Regions from separate parts of the Mus musculus genome. Here region 1 is linked to region 2. Evidence: chromatin contacts called from public promoter capture Hi-C data. All regions are on one chromosome and are shown on one strand. Each heading gives the region's core, a stretch centred on a gene start, on an enhancer-like site or on the middle of the called end of the contact. The rest is flanking DNA. Distances are from core to core; before and after follow the strand shown.

Region 1 (6,467 bases), core at 1,580-4,079, 570 kb after region 2:
AACTAACCAGTACCCCCAGAACTCGTGTCTCTAGCTACATATGTAGCAGAAGGTGCCCTAGTTGGCCATCATTGGGAAGAGAGGCCCCTTGGTCTAGCAAACTTTATATGCCTCAGTACAGGGGAACGCCAGGGCCAGGAAGTGGTAGTAAGTGGGTAGGGGAGCAGGGCAGGGGAGGGGGTATAGGAGACATTTGGGATAGCATTTGAAATGTAAATGAAGACAATATCTAATAAAAAAAATCAAACTTGAAACTATATAAGAACCACCAACAAAAATAGACTCATCTGGGTGGTGGTGGCACACACCTTTAATCCCAGCACTTGGAAGGCAGAGGCAGATGGATCTTTGAGATCAAGGCTAGCCTGGTCTACCCATGGAATTCCAGGGCAGCCAAAGATACACAGAGAAACTCTGTCTCGAAAAACAAAACAAAACAAAACAAAACAAAATTTGTTGTTGGCTTGGTAAGATGGCTCACCAAGTACTTGCTGCCAAGCCTGCCAAGTTGAGTCCAATCCCACACAGCAGAAAACTGTCTCTCAAGTTGTCCTCTGACCCCGCATCTATATACTGCAAATGCAGACCCACCCCCCCTCTCAATAATGTAATTTTTAAAATCTAAAACTATTCTTGGTGTGAGGTATGAGGGCACACATCTGTAATTCCAGCACTTGGGAGATAAAAGCCTGAGGATCGCTACAAATTCAAAGTCAGCCTAGGAGCAACGAGAGATCCTTTATCACACACACACACACACACACACACACTCACGGTATATGTGCACTTACATACCAAAGATTTCATATTTAAGGGATCTGTCACTACAATTACTTGATATAGAGGAGAAACACCCAAGTTAGCAACAGCAGGGATCTAAATTGCATTATCTGAGTGGGGTCCAAAGGTTCACATGGAAGGTTGTGGGGCAAAAGTTGAATACACAACTTAAGGCTTGCCAAGGAAAACCCTGGAATACAAGCAGAACAGCCTGGACATTGTACCAAGCTTAAGGTAATTTTCAGCCCTGGCTGCTGAGCAGAATAGCCTGGAGAGTTTTAAGAGGTATACCACAGCCTGCCTCCCTCCAGATCAAAGGTAAAGTCTGGGAAGGTGACTGTAACAAACAATCCAGTTAAGAAACCATTGGGCTTGACCACAGGAAGGAACAGCGTGAGATAACATTAAGACCTGGCTTTACTGCCAGGGGTTCCAAGCTTGCTATCTGTGGAAGCTTCTCTTCTAGCTGGAGTTAAACAGTGCGTGCATGTGCATGTGCAAGTGTGTGTGCGCGCGCACATGTGTGTGTTTCATACAAAACTAGCTCACTGTAAAATCTTTTTTAAAAAAACTTCTGTGATGTTCTATAGACGACTAGGGTAGAAAATAACTATTCTAGGTGGCCCTTACCACACTGAATGGAAATGCTTTTGTATCAAAAGAGTTCTACATTTCATCAATGCACAGACTACTACAATCACCAAACTACTAAAGCTAATCTATACAAAAGTCATAATGTTTAGACTACTGCCCAACCTTTTGACATTGTGACACAAACTTGTCTTTACAAGGTTCACTCTCTGGAACCATACAATGAAATTAAGAAAGGAAAAAAAGAAACCCTCAAGGGATTGGATATGTTTTCAATTTTGGGTTGGACCACTTTTATGTTCATTCTGGGTCACAAGTGGCTGTTGGCCTTTGGCATGCTTCTTGATACAGCTTTCATTCACAACTCTTGGCTTCTCAATGAATCTTCCTCAGTTTGCAACAAATACGTTGTGTATTTCCCAAGCAAATGGAAACATAGTATCCATACAGCAAGTCAAGTGTTCTGAGGGAAAGGAAAAGGTCACCGAGGAAACTGTCGGCCCTGCAAAGAGCAGATCTGACTGGCCATGGGGAAAAGCTACTGCAGGGTCCACTTACTCATCAAAGTTTCCTTTAAGACTCTGCCACTGTTACCCATAAAGTCGGCCAGACCTATCATGTTTGTTAATTCACTCAACTTAGTGGTAAAATGTTATCTGAACATTAGTTGGTTTTGGCAGTTAGTTTTTTGTGGTCTCTTATCTACAGATGAGGTCAATAAAAGCAAAAAAGACCCCACAGAGAGAAGAGAACTCTATCCCCAAAATGCCCAACCTCAGCCAAGCGTCCAGAAACCTCATGCTTGTTCAGGAAATTTGAAATCGGACAAGAATGCCATTCGCATGGACCAGTGCTATTCAGAAGCAAAAAGATGGGCTTCTAAAAAGAAAACGTCAGCCTAACTCTCCGACACAGAGGTGAAAGTTACAAAAGCAAGCAGCGAGTTTGACGAGTGGATCAGAAGGAAAGTCAGAAGACAAGTAAAGAGATGGAAGGGATGGCAAAAGGTGAAGGAGGCTAGCAAAGGCCACCCGGTGGGGACCTGGCTGCCCAGCTCTTTATGCACCCAGGACAGCATGGGGCCTCTGTCCGCCGGCGCGCACCGGGAGCAGGGCGAGCTCCCTCAGGCCTGGCACCCAGGGTGCGAGCATGCCGGAGTGAAGAGAGCGATCGCCCCGGGATAGGTGGGGAGTTCTGGGGACCCCAGGAACGAGGGGCACTCAGCCTAGCCCTCACCTCCCGCGGCTAGGAGGGGGTGGGTGGAGCTGAGCCCGGGGCCGCCCCCCGGAGCCGCCCCCGCAGCCGCGGTCCCGGCTGTCAGCGCCCCCTCCCGCGGCCACTCACCCGCCGGTGACGCGCTCCGGGCCACGGCGGCGGCGACCCCCGCCTGGGTCATGGTCCCAGGAGCGGAAGGCAGCGGTGTCTGGCCGTCTAGGCGAGCCTCTGGGTCCGCGGCCGCCCCCTGCTTCTGCGGGGCTGGGGGAGCGCGGGCCCGGGCCCTCCTCTCCCCCCGCCCCCGCCGCCTCTCCTCGCGGCCACCGCCGCCGCAGCGAGCCCGAGCCCTCGAGGCCGGAGACCCGGCGGCAGCACGGCCTCAACTTTCCCAGCCCCCCTCCCCCCGCCCCTCCCGCCCCTCCCGCGGCCGCCGCTCGGCACGCGCACAGCCTAGCCTGGATGCGCCTCGCTCCCGCCCCGACCAACCGGCCGGCCAATCCGGTGCTGGGGAGGCTGCCACCGTGGCCAGTCAGAAGCCGGGATTCCGCTGCGCTAGGCTGGAGGGCGGGAGGAGAAGGAGGGAAAAGCTAGGAGGGAACAGGCCTCGGGCGGCCCAATGACCAAGGCCGGGGGGCGGAGGTGTGCAAGTTGGGTTGAAAGAACAGGAAATATTCTTAAAGGTAGAGTGACAGGCAGAAAGGAAAGCCAGTAGGTGGATGAGAAAGAGGTGGGCCTGGTTCCTTAAAGGGGACGCTTTGAGAAGCTAGGAAAAAAAAAAAAAAAAAGAGGTTTTTAAGAAACTTCCTCGCACCCTGTTCTGTATTATGCTTATGGCAGCTTTCAATGCAAGCGTAGAAATGAAAAAAACTGAAGAGGAGGAGAGTGGCAAAAGATAGACAAGTACCTTTAGCCTGGAGGGTTAGAAGGTGGTAAATGAAGGTGGAAAATCCAGTCCTATGTGACTTCCCTCAGTGCACTATCTTTGGATATTGGAGACTGCAGGAATTCGTATACGGTGGACTCTTGACGTCCTTTATTTGCACGAAGCCCGTTTTCAGAAAGGTTCTGCAGTCCCCTGCTAAGGAAGTGAGTGCGTGGCTTTGGGGGATGGGATTGGAACCTTAAATTTAGGCTACTAGACACCCTTATTTAGGACCGGAGACCTCAGCGTCCTCTAAAGTGCCTTTGGAGCTCTTGAACTATCCAGCTATCTTTTTCTAGTTTTGTTTCATTTCACAAGCCCGCCTCCCCGAGACAGGTGTCTGATTCTCCACCTAGTGGTGGTGAAAGATTTATGAGCTTTTCACAACCAGATATAGCCAATTGGACTGGAACGCAGGGCATAATAGAAATACTACTTGAACCTATGTACAGTAGAAACAGACCTTGCATTGAGAAAAAGGTTAACAGTAACCCCGTTTTATGTTTCCTCCGCACTTTGAAAATCTGTGATAAAATAGGCCCTTACTGTTACTTCAAATTTGGTGCTAATAGGCAGTTTGATTTCTTTTTCACTTCCTTGTCCCATCTGGGCCAGGCCAGTGAGTTTTTTTGTTGTTGTTGCTGTTTTTCGAGACAGGGTTCTCTGTGTAGCCCTGGCTGTCCTGGAACTCACTTTGTAGACCAGGCTGGCCTTGAACTCAGAAATCCGCCTGCCTCTGCTTCCCAAGTGCTGGGATTAAAGGCTTGCACCACCACCCACCGCCCAGCTTGCTAGTGAGTTTTAATTAACTTTTGAATACGTTTGTCATTCCCTAGTCCCTAGCAGCAGAGACCTTAGGATCAGATCTGTAATAGTAATACTAATAATACATCCATGAATCTATAATGTTAATATATGTCCAGCTACACGAAATCATTTCGATGTCAGTATAAATATAAGGTTTTATGGGTAACACATATCAAATCCGGGCTACACGTAACTTCCTGAACTATAATAAATTAATTCTAATTTAAAATAAAAAAAAAATTTGGCCAGGCAGTGGTGGCACATGCCTGTAATCCCAGCACTTGGAGGCAGAGGCAGGCAGATTTCTGAGTTCTAGGCCAGCCTGGTCTACAGAGTGAGTTCCAGGACAGCCAGGACCGCACAGAGAAACCCTGTCTCAAAAAAAACAAAAAACAAAAAAACAAAACAAAAAAAACCCCTATATATATATATATTGGAATTTTGTTGTTTGAGACAGAATCTCAGTGTGTAGACTAGGCTGGCTTTGAACTCATAGAGATCCAGCTGCCTCTGCATCCTGAGTATGAGTGATGGAATTCATAGTGTGCACACCAAATCCAGATGCAAAACAAAGTTTTGACAATTTAGAAAACAGAATTTAAAGGGTTTTGAATCATTATTAATATTTTTGACATGATTTCAAAATAGAAAAAAAGCCAGGTGGTAGGCCTTTAATCCCAGCACTCAGGAGACAAAGGCAAGCAGATCTCTGTGAGTTCCACTCTAGCCTGGTCTACTACATGAGTTCCAGGACAGCTAGGGGTACACAAAGGAACCGTGTCTTGAAAACAAATAATTATTCAAACAATCAAACAAACAAAACAAAAACTCAAGTATTTCTTGAGAAAGCTCAGAATATTAACTTTTACTCTTTTCTTTTTTTTCTGAGATAGAGTTTCTCTGTGTAGCCCTGGCTGTCCTGGAACTCACTCTGTAGACCAGGCTGGCCTCAAACTCAGAAATTCGCCTGCCTCTGCCTCCCAAGTGCTGGGATTAAAGGCATGCGTCACCACTGCCCAGCTAAATTTTAGTTTTAATCCTCATTTCCTGATTGAAGTCCAGATCTCAAGCTAGTGAGACAGCATGGTGGCTCAGAGTAAAGGTGCTATCTGCCAACAAGCCTGGTGACCTGGCTTTAAACTCCAGAGCCTACATGGTAGAAGCAGAGAGGGAACTCCAAGAAGACCGCTCGCCTCCATATGTGCGCTGTGCATGAGCACAAACACACACACACACATAGAAATAAATGAAACATGAGAAAACAAAGTTCAAATCTCAACTAAGGAGCCGGGCAGTGGTGGTGCATGCCTGTAATCCCAGCATTTGGGAGGCAGAGGCAGGCAGATTTCTGAGTGCGAGGCCAGCCTGGTCTACAGAGTGAGTTCCAGGACAGCCAGGGCTACACAGAGAAACCCTGTCTCAAAAAAACAACAAGACAACTCAACTCTGAGTCTTTTCCCAGCTTTATTCAACATCACTTAGTAGATTGAGATGATACCTACGTATAGCTGCTGTGTGCTTCTTAGTGTCTGTATTGGTAATAACCTACAGTATCTGCCTGAAACTAGTCATTCTACAGGTCAGACCCCTCAGAGTCTGATTTTCACCCACTTACTTGAGGCTCCTGGAGGGCACAGAAAGATTTGCATGTTTATTTGCACCCTCAGATCCATTTCCTGAAAGGAACCTTCTGACATGGGTTGAAGACTGAATGTCAGCAGCAGCTCCGAGTAGAAGCAGCTCCAGGCTCAGCTCCACCTACTCCCTCCTTGCTCAGAAGGGCAATCATTTAAACAAATGCGTCTCTTTCCAGTGCCAGCCGTCTTCCACGGCCCACATTCTCTGCTACCAGGATCACTGAGTCTTGACCTGTGATCATGTGTAATCAGAGTTCAACTGCTACACTGAGTTGCACAGATAGGTTTCTACTTCAGACCTTTGCCTGCAACCACACACACTCAACAAACTTGCTTCTGTAACCTTCATAGTTAGGCCTTCCATCTTATTTTAGAAGCCTGTCTTTGGCTTTATGAATAGGATTGGTTCAAGTGTTTATTTCCATGATTCCAGAAAAAATATCTCACTTTTCCCAGAGCTTGTAATTTTTATTTTGGGTTCTTAACAGCCAATTAGAGGTCCAGATAAGCCCACG
Region 2 (6,217 bases), core at 2,302-4,801:
TCAATGATTTGATAAACTACACAAAATGGTCATGAGAAATATGTCTGTTATTTCTTTGAGATAATAATATAGTGACTCTCACATACAATAACCTGTACCCATAGAATAAGTTAGGTAGAAAGTGATGTAACATGTTGCATGCATTGGAGTCACAAACCTGGGTCAATGTGAATAATAGCTTATATAATTGTTTAATAGGAAAGTGGCACAAAGTTTTTTTTAAATATAATTAAAGAAAACTGTTAATTGCCCTGGAGAGATAGCCCAGTGGTTAAAGACATTTGCTGATCATCCAAAGGACCTGGATTCGGCTTCTAGCACCCACGTTGGGACATTCACAACTTCCTGTAACTCCAGTTCCAAGAGACCCAACACTCTCTTCTGATCTCTGCTGAAATCGATACATACAAGGCACACACACACACACACACACACACACACACACACACACGCACATGCACACGCACACACAAAGATAAAAATAAAATTTAAACTTAAATAATTTATCCTGACAGTTGCTATTACAATTCAGGCAATTTATGTATGGAAGTTTTTCCATGTCACTCCCCATATAATACCCTCTTCAACCCTACTATTACCTTCCCAATGCAAGCCATCTTCATTTTGATATGATCAGGCCTTTTTCATAAGTGATACTTGGTACTCAAATCAACTCCTTTTCTAGAAAATATTCAATAATTTTTTTCAGACCGGCTCTATATAGTCCAGGCTGGCCTCAAATTTTGTAGGTAGCTAAAAATGCCTTTAAGCTCTGGTCCTCCTCACTCTGCCTCCCAAATACTTCCATTCCAGACTCCAGTGCTATGCTTAGTGTTGTCACAAGTACATTGTAATTATTGTTGTAAAGAAGGGGAAAGTGAAGGCAAGAAAGGATCTTATGTAAAATCAAACAGTGAATACTAACTAGTCTATTACCTTTCCCAATATCCAAAAGCTAGTTTTCCCAATGTCTCTAATCTCACTTCTACCTAGCCATTCAAAGTATGGTGTGTCTAAACTAGATAAGAGCTGCTCTCTGTGCTCTCTTGTTCTTGCCTTCTTACTCCCGCTCTGTCCTCTCACCCTTCTCCCCTCTCTCCACATACTCATGGCCAGCCACTACTTTTTTACTTTCTCTCTCTGTCTCTCTGACTCTCTGACTCTCTGACTCTCTCCATCTCTGTCTCTCTGTCTCTGTCTGTCTTTGTCTGTCTCTGTCTGTCTCTGTGTGTCTCTCTGTGTGTCTCTCTGTCTCTCTCTCTGTCTCTCTCTCTGTCTCTCTCTCTGTCTCTCTCTCTCTCTCTCTCTCTCTCTCTCTCTCTCTCTCTCTGCCTTTCTCGGTCCCTACTACCCTCTCAACTCCCCTCCCCATTTCCCATGCCCTGAATAAACTCTATTCTATACTTAACAAAAACCAAAAACACTTGATCTCTGTGAGTTCTGAACTTGCTGACTCTCTGATATCCATGATTCTGTCTACCTGCCTCGGCCTTACAATGCTTACCTTCTTCTTGGATCAGATGGAATCCCTAAACTTGATACCTACTGGATTTACATCGTTCAGGGTCATTTGGAATCAGTCATTCGTTTCAGAGACAGACAACAATGGAAAAATAACTGTGATGATCTGTAAGAATGGCAAAATCTCTTCACTGATCTACCAACCTTCTTCCTGTTCTTATCAGCTAAGCCTGGCAGAATATAGTCACAGCACTTCAGTCACTTGAATTTTAGTGAAAAATCTTAGCTCTAAATCTGGGTGTGGTAGTACATCACTCTGAAGGCTCAGACAGAATGATCACGAATTTGAGGCCAGTCTGACCTATGTAATAGACTCTGTCTCAAAAGCAAACCAACTCAAACAAACAAACAAGTGCCTATAAGGATTATATACAAAGTGTGTAATACCTGTCTACATCATACTAAATTTTTTTATGTGTTAACTCTGTGATGAACTGCTTCAGTTCTCAAAATCAAAGCCACTTCTTCTGAAGGATGATCACAAACAGCCCAACTAGGAAAGAAACAAGGCGTGTAATAATATCTGGAAGTGAAGCATTCCAGACAGGCATATGCAGCAACACAGGGGCATATTTGCTTCTTACATCAGTGGGCTACGTTACATTTGAGACTAGAAGATGTTGGGGATTTTCACTTGCATTTTAACAGGATCATGTTTGCCATTACATTGGGAATATACCTGAAGGAGAAACAAGCAATGATACACAGCTAGATTTTGGAAGCTATGCCAATAATCTAGGTGAGAGACAAGGAGGACTGGGAACACGATGCTAATGTTAGGGTCTGAGAACCCCCAGAGAATGAGACCCCAGACTCAAATAATATGCAACAGCAAAGAGCGTCTTTCAGCAGAATTCGGCATGCAAAGGTCGCTCCATTTAAGAATGGAGACACCAGTGTGTGCTCTGCAGGGTCAGTTTAAAGCCTGTTAGGGTGGCAGTGGGTGTCTTTTATCTTTTGTTTTTTCTTGATTAGTTGGCTCTATCTCCAGGGATATGAGTCCTTTGTGATTTGTTAGGGCTCTGGGGACTTTCCAAGGTGGTAAGGCACCCTTGGATTGGCTGTCTGCAGCTGTGGTTGGATGGCCATGGGCTCCTGAATCTGGGTCCTCATTTCTGGGAAACAGAAATAGGCCTAGACTCCCAAACTGCCAGTTTACAGCCTGTCATGGAGTCAACCTGGCTCTGGCTCTTTGATCTTCTGCCTACAGTAGAGACTAGGGAAGAGTTTGATTACAAGTGTCCATGGAAAACACAGCATATGTTGACTCTAAAGTTTATGTGCCTGCTATATGCAGATGCTTTAAAAAGAAAATAATGGAGTGACAGGGCACGGAATGATTAAATGCTTGTGGTGGTTTAAATGAGAATGGCTCCCATGAGCCATTTGAATAGTTGCTCCCGAGTTTAGGGAACTGTTTGGAAAGGGTTGGAAAGTGGGGCCTTGTAGGATTAGAAGGTATGACTGTATTGGAGGAAGGGGGTGTGTATTTGGGGGCTTCAAAGGACTCCAGTTGTTCCCAGTTCTGTTTCTGGTTTATGGATCTTTGTCAGTTCTCAACTGCTGCTCCAACGCTCTGCCTGTCAGAGAGATACCGTCCCTTCTCTGAAAACGAGTTGCAATTCCAACCACATTTCTCACCAGCTTATTTAATTTTGCAAACGTGTTTTTCTCGGTGACGTGAACTTATGATAAATGTCAATCGACGATAAAACGACCGGAAACAGAAGGCAAAGCGGGCTTGGAATCCACTAGTTTGTCCCTATGGTTCCTTCCCTTGAGACTCAAAGATCACAGGACAAGGTAAGTTTTTCGCATCTGGAAACCGCTGAAGACCAGAACACGCCAATCTGATACATAGTTGGTAAAGCCAAGGTGTTAAAGAAAGTCAGTGGGGTTTCCCCCTTTCTGCCCGGAGGTGGTGAGAAGCTTGAGCAGGTGAGGAGACCCTAGAAAACTACAATTCCCAGCAGGCGCTGCGGCAGCGAGCTTTCTGTCTGGCGCTGTCCAGACCCTACTAATAAAATCCAGTCGCGAGGATTCTGGGAGAGGAAAATGGCAGCGGCTAGGTTGAGTCATAGAATGGGAAGGCTCCTTGAGAAAGCGCCAGCACTGGGGCCTTGGACCCGGGTTTACAGCACGTCCCCTGCCTTCGCAGAAGTGCTAAGGCTGCCACAGAAACAGCTAACGAAGGTAGTGTACCCGCTGCGGGAACTGGGGCAGCACCTCGCCGCGGACTCGGGGCCTGGCCTTATCGAACAGAGACTCTTCGACCCGAGCCTGGAGGACATCGGGCGGGCGGAGAGCATCTTTGAGGCCACCGCCCGGAACCGCATCGAGTACCTCAGCTCCGCCGTCCGCCTCGACCACGCCCCGAGTTTGCAGCAGCCGGAGGTGAGGTTGACCGCCGGGTCTACTGTAGGTGCGAGAGCCTGAGTCGGCCTGTGCTCATTTCCTGTCACCCAGCGAGAGAGCTCGTAACAGCAAAAGAAAACACTCCGTGTGGATGCGCCACTCGTGTGCGGTGCCCGTGGAGGACCGCAGTGAGCCGCAGTGTGGGTGCTGGGAATCCAACTCCGGTGTTCCGGAAGAGCCGCCCGTGCTTTTATATTTTCATTTTAGTTTATGTGGGTTTGCCTGCATGTATGTCTGTGTACCACATGCCTGTTGCCTTCAGAACCCAGAAAAAGACATCAGTGCTCGCTGGAACGGGAGTTTCAGGCAGTTGGGAGCAGCCATACGTGCTGGCTGGGACTTGAACTACAATCCTCTGGCAGCAAGCGCACCTAACCATTGAGCCACGTCTCCAACCCCGAAAGTACAACATGTAATAAATAAGCCACTGTTCAGCCCTGAGAATACTAAGTACTCCATTCTCCCTACCTCTCTCTCATACTAGGTGTGTTTCATAGGCCGAAGCAATGTTGGAAAATCCTCTTTGATAAAGGCCTTATTTTCCCTGGCCCCTGATGTAGAAGTCAGGATCTCAAAAAAACCGGTATGCTGGGTATCTCTTGAATTTATAAAATGAGACCTAAGTATTGGCAGATGCAAGAGATCATAATTGCTAAGTTCCTAGAGAAGAATTTTTTTAAAAAATATGTAATAAGGTAAGACATCATTAATGTCTGTATATTCTCTGAGAAAAACAAAAGTATAGCTGAATTGATTTTAGTAGTCTTGCCAATATCTAAAGGAAAGCATTGTTGTTCTAAATTTTTCCTTAGTTGACAAAGTTAAGTATTTTATTGCTGTTTTCTTCTATAATAATGAATGTCTAGTTCTACATTGGTTGTAGGGAAAAAAGGGTTTAAGTTGCTTTGTCCTCTATATTCTTGTGTATATTCCAGATGTGTGTATTCTTTTACCCAAGGCCACTCTGTGCCTTTCTTCACAGATAGCTCTGATCTTCTGCCCTTCTGCTATCCTCTCCTTCTTCTCCTTCCTTTTCATTGATGCAGCCAACTGGTACCTAAAAGAACCTTTTCCGAAATCTCACCGCTGGCCCCACTTACCTTAGTGTCCATCTGACAAAACACTTCCACCAGCTGTGACCCTCACTGTTTCACCCGCGAAAGTTTAAGCCCTTTCATGAAGCTAGCTTTCTCCTTCCCACTTCATGGAGTAGCGTCTCTGGTTTCATCACAGGGATTCCATCCTTCACCACTCTTCCTCCTCACCACAGAAGCCAGCTAAACGGTGAATTCTAGACAGAACGAATCCCACTCTTGTATAAGAGAATGATAGAGAAGGTGTATTCTTTTCATTCTCAAATACACAACTCTAAAAACACTTTCTAACAGACAAAGACGCTAACCAAGAACTTAATCATCGCTTACGAAAAGCCCTCTCCTTTGATATTTTATACCAAACAATTGACTCTAGTTTGTCTTTCCTTTTCTGATTCCTACGTGTTTCATGAATGCAAAAGCGCAAGTAGCCACATTGTGTTATCTTTGCATCAATTTTAACTTCACTGTTGTAATTGTGGGGTTGTACATTCTTTAAAAATTATTTATGAGGACACTAAACTGCACATGCAAAAACATCTTGGTTTACAGAAACACTAGTCTGCAGAGGATGAATGTCAGACTTCGGATCTGGGTGTTATAAGAATCTTTGTGATAGAATAAATGTTTGATCAGCACTTTTAAGTTATTCCTCTGTATACATTGCTCATCAGAGAATTGGCTGATGGCAAACACAGCCTTAATCTGGGTGGTTTTCACAGACAGCAAAATAGGAAAGATCCTAAAATATTTTGTCTGTGTATTTCTAATATGAAATGTAAAGTTTTTAAGCTAAGCATATTTTTTGAAAAATTGAAAAGATTTAATTATGATTTAATCATTGGTGGCTACTTCTCTCCACCTTTTTTCCCCCTTGTATTTACAGTAGTTCAGAATATATACTTCAACTTTTAATAAGTATTTGTTGATTGAATACTTAGGTTCATGAACATTTCTAGGCATGAAATAAAGGATATATTTTAAGCCAGCTTTTTTTTTCCATTTACTCTATCAGGGGCACACAAAGAAAATGAATTTTTTCAAAGTTGGAAAACATTTTACATTGGTGGACATGCCAGGGTATGGCTATAGAGCACCCGAAGACTTCGTTGACATGGTAGAGACTTACCTAAAGGAACGAAATAAGTAAGGACATTCTTTTTCTTACCATTGTTAGACATTTGACC

Evidence for each region. Promoter capture Hi-C pulls out the DNA fragments that hold promoters and counts their contacts.
Region 1: a promoter capture Hi-C map of liver shows a contact between it and region 2, with 3 times the contacts expected there. The contact joins the promoter of Usf3 here to the promoter of Gtpbp8 in region 2. A contact is called at or near these places in 6 of 39 promoter capture datasets (the 3T3-L1 cell line, cranial neural crest, erythroid cells and 2 more) and 1 of 115 datasets of contacts at active chromatin or transcription factors (epiblast stem cells).

What each region holds. Positions count from the first base shown.
Region 1 is chr16:44,169,759-44,176,225 of GRCm38.p6, reverse strand. Usf3 (upstream transcription factor family member 3) reads right to left here and starts at 2,829. Exons shown (of 8, transcript NM_001029889.2): 1 at 2,716-2,829.
Region 2 is chr16:44,743,697-44,749,913 of GRCm38.p6, reverse strand. Gtpbp8 (GTP-binding protein 8 (putative)) reads left to right here and starts at 3,551. Exons shown (of 6, transcript NM_025332.3): 1 at 3,551-3,915; 2 at 4,421-4,519; 3 at 6,046-6,176. The coding sequence starts at 3,577.